Linked DNA regions of Dromaius novaehollandiae: region 2 is linked to region 1. Evidence: chromatin contacts called from public Hi-C data. All regions are on one chromosome and are shown on one strand. Each heading gives the region's core, a stretch centred on a gene start, on an enhancer-like site or on the middle of the called end of the contact. The rest is flanking DNA. Distances are from core to core; before and after follow the strand shown. Region 1 overlaps KLHL5 (kelch like family member 5). Region 2 holds the start of FAM114A1 (family with sequence similarity 114 member A1).

The links. A called contact is a pair of places that touch in the nucleus more often than the background predicts.
Region 2: a contact with region 1 is called in a Hi-C map of liver, with 4 times the contacts expected there. The contact joins the promoter of FAM114A1 here to the enhancer-like site in region 1. A contact is called at or near these places in 3 of 4 Hi-C or Micro-C datasets (brain, liver and ovary).

What each region holds. Positions count from the first base shown.
Region 1 is chr4:63,060,561-63,067,128 of bDroNov1.hap1, reverse strand. KLHL5 (kelch like family member 5) reads left to right here. Exons shown (of 14, transcript XM_064511285.1): 7 at 2,808-2,994; 8 at 3,576-3,800; 9 at 4,105-4,267. Among named protein-coding and RNA genes, the nearest start is that of WDR19, 13 kb to the right of the region's middle. Within about 2 kb of position 3,743, at least 2 of the 2 cell types and tissues checked have open chromatin away from gene starts, as enhancers often do.
Region 2 is chr4:63,179,702-63,186,269 of bDroNov1.hap1, reverse strand. It overlaps FAM114A1 (family with sequence similarity 114 member A1), which reads left to right and starts at 4,258. Exons shown (of 16, transcript XM_026093639.2): 1 at 4,258-4,390; 2 at 5,895-6,094; 3 at 6,318-6,568. LOC112979471 (toll-like receptor 6) reads right to left here and starts at 3,870. Exons shown (of 4, transcript XM_026093694.2): 1 at 3,645-3,870; 2 at 2,580-2,687. The coding sequence starts at 3,672.

The DNA of each region.
Region 1 (6,568 bases), core at 2,494-4,993:
TCTTTAACAAATGAAAGTGTTAAAGCTGTGATTTTAATAATGCACCAATTAGTAATTGAGTTGAAGTGCCCAAAACAGTCTCAACATGTTTTCAGAGTTATGTTTTCTTTCATGACCACGTGACATTAGGCAATGTGACAGCAAACACAGTATAATGAAAAGGTTTCCAATTTTATGGTTGAAGGGTCAAAGCCATTTGAAAGACATGAAGTCAGAAAATTGAACAGCTTGCTGAAATCAATGTTGTAAGGAGATATGTAAGGAATATTAGATTAACACACTTCAAAAAAAAACTTTGGGAAATACTGTGAAACTAATGCTGGAGGCAAAAAATTTGTAATGAATCACTGGTTTTATAAGTTTTCTTTTTGTGCATGTCTTTGCACACAGCATTTTGTGTTTTATGTAATAATAATTCATCTCTTCTTTTTAATGCAAGAAGTCTCCTAAACCTCTGGTAGACTCTTGTTGCTATTACAAAGGCTTAAGATGACTATTTGTCTGCTTCTTAATCTGTAAGATGGCAAGTATTTCGTCTCTGATAAATAAATAAAAAGGATGATTAAGCAATTCCTAAGTTACAAGATGGATTCAGTTTCATTTTAGTCAGAAACTCGTAGTATTTACGTCTGCTTCTACTTTTGCTCTTCATCAGGTTTCCAATGACTAGAACTTCATGCTAACACGTCATTTGTAAGTGCTCACTTATAAATGTTTTTAGCACCATAAATAATGAAACCTGAAAAATGAGGATTCATTTATTTAATCCATTCAAAGTTCTTTAAGTGAAGAATATTCACAGGAAATTGTAATGCAGTAGGTGTAGTTTCGAGAGCATGCAGGTTTTTTGGGTGCCAAAACCATATTAGACTGCATTTCTTTTTAACCAAGGTGTATTAATTTCATAGATTGAGACCCTGTGCTATCAGAAAACTTCTCTACAGGTTGGGAGGGGGGATTAGAAAAAAGGTCGATAGTGCTTTGGTATTACAAAACTCATACATATGCACATAGTGTTGCTTTAGAGTCTTAGTCCCCCAAATATTTAATATGAGTTTTCTGTAAGAAAAATAAATTGGAAGTCTGATTTGATCATGTTTTTTTATAAGCTTCAATTTTCAGTGCATGCTCCTGAAATTTTGAATCCTGAATGTGTAGAAGTCCTTACTGTTGTAAATATTCTTAACTTTTGGTCCAGAAGCAATCAGCATCAGTAAGGCTTATAAAATTTGATATAGTAATCATATCTCCCCCCTTCCCCTCCCCCCCCAATAACATAGCAGCTATGACAAAGTCCAGTTTAGGACAGTAGTAATTCACTGATTCTTAAAGCTGTGTGCAAGTTTATGGCATTGCATGCTGACCGTTGAAATATTGCTTTTAGTTTACTATTTTATAATCATGAAGTGGCACTATGAAATGATAAAAGCAGTAAGTGGTGTTTTGTGTTAAGAGAAAAACTAATGGGAAGTACTGAAAGCAGTGAATGCAAATTAAGTTCCTACTGGTAATGTACATGAGAACATTTTAATTTGGTATTTTAAATAGAATCAAAACATTAGCCAATTAGAGAAATACTGAAAAAACCAGGCTGAGTTTCCTTGAAAGTCTTTACTGAGGGATTTTGTTGAAAGTATTTTGGAATTCTCTGTGTATCTGTTAATTCTGTTCTCTGTCATAGTTTCTATTGATTTGCCTGATACAGAGATGTCAGGCTTAGCATAAGTATGTAATTATCTGCATCTCTTCTGGAAACATGGATGTTATATTTGCCACCTTTTAGACCTAAGGCAGTTTTAAGCCAGAGCTATACACGCCATAGTAGTGCAGCTATTTCATTGTAAGTTTCTTCAGTACTCCTGATGCCTGATCTCACAGCATTTTTGTACCTGTTACCAGTTGGCAGACGATACTTACAATGCGCTTGAATGTTGCAATGGCAAGTATGAGGCATTTGCCTGTTCCTGTTTGTTCTTTTAACTCTCAAAGTCCCATTCTGGGACATTCCAGGCTTTGCTTGCTTTTTTTTCTGTTAGGCCATACTAAATGTCTTGCAGCTCAAAAAAAAAAAAAAAAAAAACCCAGACATCTAGTCTTTCTAATAATTACGGTTGGGACACTTAACCTAGTGTTTTTCCTATAATCTGACAAATATGGAATACAAAAGCCTCCAGAATTTTTTCATTTAAAAAGTGTTAATAGTGGTCTTTATTCAGCTTGTATTTTATTTAAGTCAATTTAAAATTTTAACACTTGTTCAAATTTGCTAGCATTTATGATCTTAAAATATGTCACAAAGGTATGTAATAATCGATATCATACTGTGGGTCAGTGACAGAGTCAAGAATGGAATCTGTATTAAAATCTCCAGCCTGATCTTGAAGTGTCTTTTATATACCACTGGTTTAGGGTGTTTCTGGAATCAGCCAGGTTAAACTGAGTTATATATCTGGAGTTGGGTTGTTCGTTTTTTTTTTTAAACATACTTGCAATGGTACTTGAACCTTAGGAGATTTTGTTTTCTTCCTTCGGAATATTAAGTGTAAATTGTCCATTAAAATGATGGCCTCCCCCCCACACCTTTATTTTTTGTATGTAATGGTCTATCTTAAAATGTGTTTTGTTCATTTTGTTTATTACTAGTTTGTCTTTACACTTATTCATATGACTTTTTTTTGAAATATATATGTTTTTAAATTAGACAATATACATTTCTGGATAAAATGTTTTCTTGTGATTTTATTTTTATTCTTCTTCTGGTTCATAGCAATTCAGCTTCTTTAATTTTCTTTTCCTTCTTTTTCCAGTTTCTGGCAGATATGGAAAATAATGCACTCTTTAGGGATGACATCGAATGTCAAAAACTCATTATGGAAGCAATGAAGTACCATTTGTTGCCAGAGAGACGACCTATGTTACAAAGTCCTCGCACCAAACCTAGAAAATCTACAGTGGGAGTGTTGTTTGCAGTTGGAGGAATGGATGCAACAAAAGGTATTGGTTTATATAACAATTAGTTGATAAGATTTTTTTTTTTAAAGAAATGCTTGATAAATGTTAATCTAGCATGCCAATTATAAAATTGAAAGATTCTACAGTATCAAGCATGAAACTTCAAAAATGTACACTGTTTATTAGGTTAAAAAATAGGTAGCACTGATAATATTGTAAGCACTATGGAAGCTTGTGTTACTGATTTTGAAATCAAGGGAGTATCTGGTTTCTGAGTAGTGAAATGTTGAATTGAATGAAAACTAATCTTTATTTATGTGATTGGGAAGTAATATGGAAAGGGAAGAAAATGACAGAAAACACAAAGATGGTGTGTGCATGTATAAAAACAAAAAATGCTTTTTGACTAATTTTTGAAGAGTTCTGTCAGAGCCACTCCGAATTTTTTTTTATAGAAGCTTCATACTGTAAATGTAATAGTAGTTAGAAGAAATCTGGTATTCATATACAAAGAATTAAGAACATGCTGAAGCTCTTGTGGGATCAGCATATTGCTAAAATAAAAACTATCCCGGTAATTCGGAGCAAACTTTTTTTTATAACTTACATGTGTTATCAATCAGGAGCTACAAGCATTGAAAAGTATGAACTTCGTACCAACATGTGGACCCCTGTTGCAAACATGAATGGACGCAGATTACAGTTTGGAGTTGCAGTGTTAGATGATAAATTGTATGTTGTTGGTGGCAGAGATGGACTGAAAACACTGAATACTGTGGAGTGCTACAACCCTAGAACAAAAACTTGGAGTGTAATGCCACCTATGTCCACACATCGTCATGGTCTTGGTATGTAGAGCTCTGTAAAGGTTGAATACTTATTTTTAAAAGGTTAGCTATTTTCAGATTGGTTAAAAAACATTTAAAAATTAAATTTTAGGGAAAAGATTAACTTTGTCTTAATGTTGACCTGTTGAACGCTTCCTCCCCCCCCCCCCCCCCAGACTATATCTAGCATTGGCTGCTAAAAGGAATTTTTTTTTTTTTTTTTTTTTTTTAAGTGCATGCTGGGCTGTGGGTAGGAGAATGTGATTCTCCCCTGCCCCCCCCACCCCCCCCAGGCCCATCTATCTTTCTTTTCTTTTTGTTAAAGGAGTAGCTGTATTGGAAGGTCCCATGTATGCTGTAGGAGGACATGATGGCTGGAGCTACCTGAACACAGTAGAAAGATGGGATCCACAAGCTCGTCAGTGGAACTTTGTAGCTAGCATGTCAACTCCAAGGAGCACTGTTGGGGTAGCAATATTAAATGGAAAGTATGTGAAGGCAACTTCCATTTTCTTTTTCATTATTTTAATGGAATTAGAGAAACATCCTAAATGACTGTATTTCTCTTGACAGATGTATGTTGAGAGCATAGTCTATTTACAGAAGAGATACCATATTGGGCCAAGCAAGCCTCCCCACAGCATCATAGCGCCCCTTGGTATCACTTACTTACAAGAAGCCATCTCTTCAGGGAGTTATTGAAGACATTAAACAGTATCAGCCCCGGTGTCAGCCTAGGAGGAACACTGCTAGGAACCAGCTGCCAGCTGGATTTTGTACTGCTGATCAGAGTATTTTGAGACCAGCAGTCCATCTAGTTTTCCACCAGCCTTGTAGTCCATTTATCTAAACTATTAGTATTATTGTAGCTGTGGCAGAATATTTACACTATCTGACTCCAAGAATCTAACTAGTGTTTTGGCAGCCAAACCTAATCTAAATACTATCATGCTCTTGACCACAAGTTTCCACTTCCTGCTTATGTATCCTCTGTGGCATTTGCCAAACCTCCCTTGAGCTGTTCGGATATTGTAAGCTAGCAAAAAGCTTGAGGTTCTTTTGTTTTTGTTTTTAAATGCTTCTACAAAGGGTCCTGTGAGATCTGGAGCAAGTGCAGGAATGAGTGGGAATGCTGACCTGGGTGAAGAACATGAACAACCAGCAAGCAGAATAGCTTTGGCTGCTGTGGAACTACAGTCTCAGATGCCTCGGTTAGGTCCTATATATATATAATTATATATAATTATATATAATAATTGGTAGGGAGTCCCAGGTGTGATACAAATCACCAGAATTAGAGCCTCACATTTCTCTATTATTATAGAGGATAGCCTGGACTCTTAACATAGGCAGCAACACTAGATGGCTATAGCTAAAACGCTTGAGTACTTCTCTGAAAACGCATGCGAAGTCACTGCATTGTAACTGTGGGACTAGTAACTTCTGCACTTTTTAGTAATGGTATGTCTTTAACTTGATATCTTTGAGATGATTTGCTCAAAATCTCCGTATACAGAAATGAATATATCCTTCTGCACATCCTGAATGCTCAATCACTGCATAAGTGATCAAAAATCTGTCATGTTTTAGGGGGCTGAGGGGTTCATTTAAATGCTGTGTTGTATAAAGAATTGATTTTTAGTCATAAACTTTCTGGAACTGCAACACAATTTTTCAAGATACTTCAGTACATTCCTTACCTTAAACAAGTTGTGTTCTTAAACATGGATACTTCCATAAAAGTGTCTATTTTTTTTTTAAGAGAGTATTAAAATTATTACTGAGAGCTACTAGGTCACCCATATTTACAACAGGTTTGCATTCAAGTTTGGTCACTACATTTTAAAAACAAACAAACAAAAAAAGAGTATTTCCCAAACTGAGGACATCTTGAATAGTGCTCTGTAGTAACTGTTACCAGATGTTCACACTGTCATCGTATACAGTATCTAATGCATATTTGATTATTTAACTATAATATATACTATAATCTGCCTCAGGTTCTGAAGGGAATTCATTAATGATATTTCAGGTCATCTCTCAAACTAGACTTGACTTCTGATGTGTTGCTTTCTTTTTTTAAAGTGCTTTCTGCATTACCTTTCAAAATAAGTGCTGGGCATGCAGTATTTCTGCTTCTAAGTGTACAGTGCTCATAAACATAAAAATAAATGCCCAGAATTGATCACATTCACTTATCTGATTATTTTTAAAGATTCCCAAGTGATGCAATGCTACTAATTCCAGTCTTTCTTCTACCCTTATTTTACAAAAAATTGAAATTCTTTGTTATTACAAAATGCCAGAAACCTTTGTATGCTAGAACTGAGCAAACTAGGCCACCTAGTGGATGTGAGGGAATTATCTAGAGCTACCATTTATAAACTGAAGCTCAAATCCATAAAAATACTTACATACCAACATTGACATAGGACAGAATTTTACATGCATAAATCCATTACTGAATTTGTCGCTATGACCCCACTAGAAACGGGCCTTGGATTGTCAAGTCACTTAGGTAATTTTGAAAATCTTAGCTATGTGGACAAGTTGGAACATAAATGGTGTTATAATCAATTAAAAATCAATAAATTATTCTTATTCTGTTTTAATTGTGACAATAGGAAAAGCCTGGAGCAAAATCTTATCTTCTGTCTGAGTTTTAGGAACAGAAAGTTCTATTGAAAGTTCTATTGAAAGTTCTATTGAAAGTTCTATTGAAAGTTCTATTGAAAGTTCTATTGAAAGTTCTATTGAAAGTTCTATTGAAAGTTCTATTGAAAGTTCTA
Region 2 (6,568 bases), core at 3,009-5,508, 120 kb before region 1:
CAGGTGAAAGCAGGATATGATTCTTCCACATCTGCTTAATTGATATCTCTTTTCTTTCTCATTCATGTATCCTGACATTCATAGTCAAACTATTTACACGTACCTTCATACTTTTTTTAGATTACCCTATGAAGCAATGAAATTAACAACTGTTATCATACATGACCTGTGATTTGCAGGACATAACATAGGAGAAATTATAACATAGGAGACAACATAGGAGAAATTTCTCCTAACACAGGGGAAATTATATTTTATATAACACTTTTCATTCAGAAATGTCCTCAAGTTTAACAAAAAGAGCATTATCTAGCTATAAGGAGAAACACAATCCAGTAGGGCATACAAACCAAGAACACAGGGAGAAATTGCTCTGTTTTTTAAAGGGTCAGAGAAGAGACTGAAGGGTGTTAAGAGCTTGTCCACTCAGTATAAACTGACTAAAACCTAGTATTACTTACAGTTTAAAATTGTGCCTCATGACAATCTTGGTGACAAACTAGTAATTCCACATAGCCGAGAAATCGAATAAATGCAGAAACTCTAACGTTAAAATACATATATAGATGAAACGTCATGAGATCAGACTCCATCCTGAACTGTATAAAAACGATTTCCATTAAATCACTGCAACCTTCTTACTGCGGATGCAGTGCTAATCTAAAGAGGCTGCTATTTAGCAAGCCTTTTTGGATAAATTTACGGAACAAAAGCAGCTCCACTCTTGTTTCTTCCCCATATACTTGAAAGTACACCATACATTTTTGATAATGACCTTCTATAGAGAACATTGCTCATTTTCAAATGAAATGCAAAATATAAAACAGTTTTAGCTAACTAGCAATCACATAAAACCAAAAAAATGAAAAGTTTCTCACCATAAATCCCTGCCCTCCAATAAGTAGGAAATGTGCCCAGGAAAAGTCAAAAAGGAAGCTTCCTGTAACTCTATCCTTGTAACAATGCTTAGGAACACCCAAACTTTCTATAAAACTTGTTTGCGCCATCTACTGAGAGTTTATGAAATGGCACTTGTCTTCTCCCAGATTTATTTCCACACACAACATCAATATAACTTCCCCATTATTTGATTATATTTTTGAACTACATATTTTTATGGTTTGCATTGGACAAAGCAGGTAAAAATATTAACCTTCATTTACACCCATTCACCAGCTTTCTATCTTTATCAAATTAATATGAGAATAAGTACTTTTTCTTTTGAATAAGTTTTACACTGAAATTCAAACATCTTCCCCTCTGAATTTAATAATTATCTAAGTCTATATGCATAATTCTAATTCATTTTCTTATTTAGCTATATGAATTTAGTTGTCAAGTTCTTATCAAGGCTGTTTTCTAGAAGTCCAGTTTGTCTTATTTGAATTTCAGTTTAATGGGAAAGGAAGAATGACGTCTCTCTTCTGCTCCAACAGTATTGTGACTGGGTCAAATAGTGGACATGAAGACAGTGGATCAAGCCTTCCTTTTGAACCAAAACAGAGCAGGGACTTCAGTACAGAGTGCCCAAACACTTGGGTTATTGTCCTGGCAAAAACATAAAACAGCTTCTCTTTATTTCTCTAAAATGTTGTTTAGAAATTCCATCTTAGCTGAGATCTAAATACAGAATGAGTTCTGCCATCGTACACCTACCTTTTGGGTTTAGCATGCCATAACCCATTCATGATTTAACCTAACAATGTCTCAGGAAGCACAGGAAATCATCTTAAAAATTACTTTTTTTGCTTTAACATTTATTCCTTAGATCTCATTTCTCAGTTTTGGGTGGAAAAAAAAGTGGTCAGAAAAGGGAAGGAAAGATAGTACAGACAGTACACAATAGAACAGGGACAAATCACGTCCTCTCCTGTTGTGCCCATGAGCCCTAAGGTACTCTACAGATTCTTTCTCCTTTTCTCTCAATATCGACAAGAGTATTCACATCTGGTTCCTAAACTACACCTTAAAACATTGTTATATACAAGCCACATCATTGTCTGTCTTTAGCTGGAAAGACTTTGCTACCTATCCTTAACATTAGGTAAAATCCTAAGGTGAGCCCTTGCTTCCACCCCGTATTCTTGCACTGCAAGGAAACAGCTTAGCAGCCTGAATATAACATACTTATAATTCTAATGAATAACAGAACAAGATGTACTTTTCTTTAACATGTAATAACTGCTGTAAGTTAGAGACTATTATTGGGGAGTATCTCTTTCATTAAATGACAGTATTGGCTGGCCATTGGCATAGTTTGAGTTTTACAGTTGGGCCTACATACTATAAAGATGGATAAAGCATAAGTCAAAAAGCAAAGTAAGCATATTATCATAAATTGTATGCCATTAACCCTCACACTTACCACACAGATTTACCAGTACAGTCACTGGAAGAAGATGAATATATTCCCCAAAGTTATGCATACTTATGTGTATTGTTAAAAGTGGTCAAATTACTTCACATAATGCACTTGTTTCCTTCCATCTTTTCTTTATATTTATCTATTTGTTAAAAGACAAGTATCCTTTCTAAAGCCCATCACGGAAACACTAGAAAGAGGACGGCACGCCACTTACAGTATGAATGAACTTTAGTGAAAGTTGAATTAAGTTGAGGAATTCCCATCTCTATTTGTTGTCCATTATCTGTGTAAACTGTGTTCCAAAAAACTGTTTGCAACGTTACTGCAGTGAGAAAATATAAGTGAAATTAGTGACTGAAAAGGGAAAGAAAATCAGAAAGTTAAAGTGCTAAATGTGGTTAAAGTCATTTCTACTTAGGAAACAAATACATCCTTCTATCCCACAGCCAGATACATACATTTACTCATTTGCAATGTTTGTTCATCCTGAACAAAAACATTTTTATTATAATAGTGATTAGTACTGCCTTTCATGTCTAAAACATGCATGAACTTCTAGAGAATCTGTCTGCTTTACAGTCAAAATTATCATCCGTCATGAGGAAAGAAAATCTCCAGTTACAAAGCCTCCTCTGTCATGGTTCCCTGGAAGTTTGACTTTACTCTTCTGCAAACTCCAGTGCCAGGCAAAGGTAAATCTTCAGTATCGCTCCAGATTTGTGTTCCATAAATATATAAAAACATTAATAAATTAATAAAAAGATGAACTAATTAACCTAAAAGAAAATGCTAGAACTACCAATGTTATTTACATTATCACTTAGAAATAAGACTATCATTTATAATATTTTTTGGTGACATAAACATTTGTTCTGCTATTACCTACCTTAATGTGAAACTGGAGAAATTTTGCTTGATAAATATGTAAGTTACACAGCTTTATTCATCTTGCCGTGAAGCACGTTTCCCAAAACTGGGTTTTATTTTGTAACGTCTTACAGTGACCTCCTCAGTGACTCATAAAATATATTCTTATGTTCCCTATGGTAATAGCATTTTTCTTCCTTTCTTCAGCAATGAATCCCAAATTGCCTTTCATTGCAGTAAAAGGGTATGCTTTGCGTTAAAATGAGGAAGTAAAACGAGGAAAGGGTGTGAGGAATTAGACAAAAACAAGAACCACAAGCTGTTGGGCAAGAGTCTGCAATCTCCTTGTTTAATGACGTATTTCACACGAGACGGCCGCAGCCAGCAACTTACGGGAAAATTGTGTACACACCTCTTAAGCTTCCTTTAGCCCGTTTCATGTAAACACAGATAGACTTGGGATGCGAAGTGGTATCTGAAAAGCCAAATCTCAGTTGCTTAATTCTGCAGCCACGCACTTCACTCCGGGTTTAGCTTCGGCTTGTTTTGAGGAAGGATTAAACTTTCTACCAAACCAAGCAAGTCCTGCTCGGACGCCAGCGCAGCGCCCACACTCAGGCGCGCTCCCCTCGCCTCAGGGCAACCGCCACCCCGCCGCCCCCGCCCGCCCGAGCCGCCACCATTTCCCGCGGCGGCCGGCCGCGCTCGCCTCCCCTCCTCCCGCCGCTCAGCTCCCCGCAGGCAACGGCGGCGAGCTGGAGGCCTGCGGCTCCGCTGGGGGCTGCGGCCCTGCGGCGGGGGGGCGCCCCGGGGCCCGGCACACAGCTGCTCCCGCGCTCGAAGCGAGCCGCCGCTCCCCGCCGTGGAGGGGCGATAATGGCGGCCAGGGCGGCCCGCGGGCGGCGCTCGCAGCCCGGGCAGCTCCCCGCGGAGGGCCAGCGCTCCCGCCCTCCCTGACAGCCCCCTCGCAACGGGCGGCCCCTCCGAGGGACTCAGCGCACCCTCCTTTCCCCGCTGCCTCCTCCCTCTGTCCCTCCCCGCCGCCCGGCCCGGCCGGCCCGCGGCTGCCGGCCTCCTCCCCCCGCTGCTGCCGACGTGGCGGGGCGGGGAGGGGAAGGCGAGGAGCGGGGGGCGCGCCGGCAAGGGGACTGCTGAGCGGTAAGGCGCAACGGGATTTCTGCTTCTGCCACTCTCGAAACTGCCTGCGGGCTTCTCGCAAATTCCTCTGCCCCAGAGAAAAAACAAGAACAGCGAAAAGGGAAGCTGTGGTCACCGGCGGCCCGAGGGGGCGGCGCGCGGGCTGCTCCCCCTTTATCCGCCGAGCGCAGGGCAGGTGGCGGCGGGCCGGGGGCTCCCGGGCGGGGCGGCGGCAGCGCGCGGACCCGGTCCGTAGGGCTCCGCAGGCGCCTCCTCTCCGCTGCCCGTGCCGGCACCGCCGCTGGCGGAGCGGCGCCCCGTGACAGCGGGCGTCGAGCGAGGGGGCGCGGGGCGCGGGGCGCCGCGGGGAGTCACCCCTTCGCAGGCAGAAAAAGCGGCTATCCCGCCCGGAGGCGCTCCTTTGTGCTTGGAGGTGCCCGTCGGCGCTTGGCTTTGCTTTCGAGGCGGGGTTGAGCCCGGCAGGCGGCTGCCGCGCCTCGGGGTGCGGGTCGGCAGGTGTCAGTGAGCCGCGGCGGGGGCAGGGGTCGGCGGGAGGCCGCTTGCCCGGCCCGGCCGCCCGCTGCAGCCAGGGTGCTCACGTACAGCTGTCTGCGAGGCCGGTCGTGACACACTCCCCTTGAACCGTGCAGAATAATTCCCTCAGCAGAGTTTCCTGAGCTGATTCACATCCGGAGAGTCCCACGAACGACAGCTTGAACGACACCTTACCCCGTGTTCAAGAAGACGGATTTCTGGTTTTTAACTGATTTGGGGATTTGCTTTGTTACGTGCTTTGCTCCCGCGAGAGCCATGTAACAGAGAACTGTTGGCCTTGAGGGTTTTCTAGTATACGGCCCAGTCCCACAAACAATTATGCACACGTTTGTAATTGGTGCGCATGTTAAATTATGCGCTCTTTGGAGAATTTTCCTCATGGTGTGTCTGTTCTTCCTCAGATCTTATCCTGATGCAGATGTATATCCTGAAGCTATATATATACACACATACTCTCAGGATTTATAGATTTTAGTAGAAGTTGCTCACATCTGACAGTGGAATTTGGTTTACAGACAGAAAAATTTTGTTTAGGCAATGCTGCCCATCATGCAACAAGCACTGTTAAAACAATGGCAGTATTTACCTGTATTTTAAGCATTTGTTTAGTATTTGCTATATTTGTAATGGAACGCTGCAAATACTTGTGGCAGATGTAAAGATTCTGACTTGTAAACACGTGTCTTTTAAAGGTAATTCAGTTACGGTGTAAACTGAAGTAATATAAGTAGCATCAAGTGCTTACTTATTTATGTCTCTTATTCAGTGATCCTGAATGCTATTCTTGGGAACCGTTCAAACAGCTGATCTACATTCAAATTAGATAAGCTGCTAAAGCCACAGATGTGCCTGCTTCTATAGACTTTAATAAACTACGCTAATTTAAATCCATCTTTCTCAGGAGGAGTTCTTCTAAATCAGTTTTACACTTTGCTTCTTGCCTTTTTTTCTATTCCTCAATCTCTTTTAGAGCCCCAGTCCTTCCTAACAGGTACAAAGCTTTGGACCATATTTAATTCATATGGAAGTCAATGAAAAGACATGATCTACAGAGAGAATTGCTCGAGTTTTGCCATGCAACTCTGCATATAGACAAGACCTTGCAGTGACAGCTCTCTGTCAAGGGTTATCTTCTGAGTACAGTGCCAGGCATACTATTGTTGCCAACAAGTAAGTAGTAGTAATCACTGTACAGTATTCCTGTTGGACTCTGCCAGTGCTGCTCCTTAATCAGCTGCAGCACTTGCTCAGAGGCCATTTCTTCCCTTCGTGGATTCTCAGCCAACTGAGAATTTGAATATTCTCAAATTATGTGCTTTCTCCATTATGTTAATGTCAGCACAGTTGTAGTCACATACTTTTATTGACTCTCTGTCATCCTCTTCTCCATCAGTCATCAGGCTATAGGAGCCTCTGTATTTGGAAGTGATGAAAATGAGACCAAGAGCTGCTTGGTCATTGTATTCCAGTGGCATTGCAGGTCAGATGGTCCTTGTTCCCCAGTGGCCACATCTAAAGAACACAGGAATTAATTTTGTGGAAGCTCTCATATTTGACTTCTCCAGACAAATGAACATCCTTTCTCCCTCACCAAACTTTATCTTGGAAAACAAAAGAATATTGCTGCTCTTCATACTGGAGTGT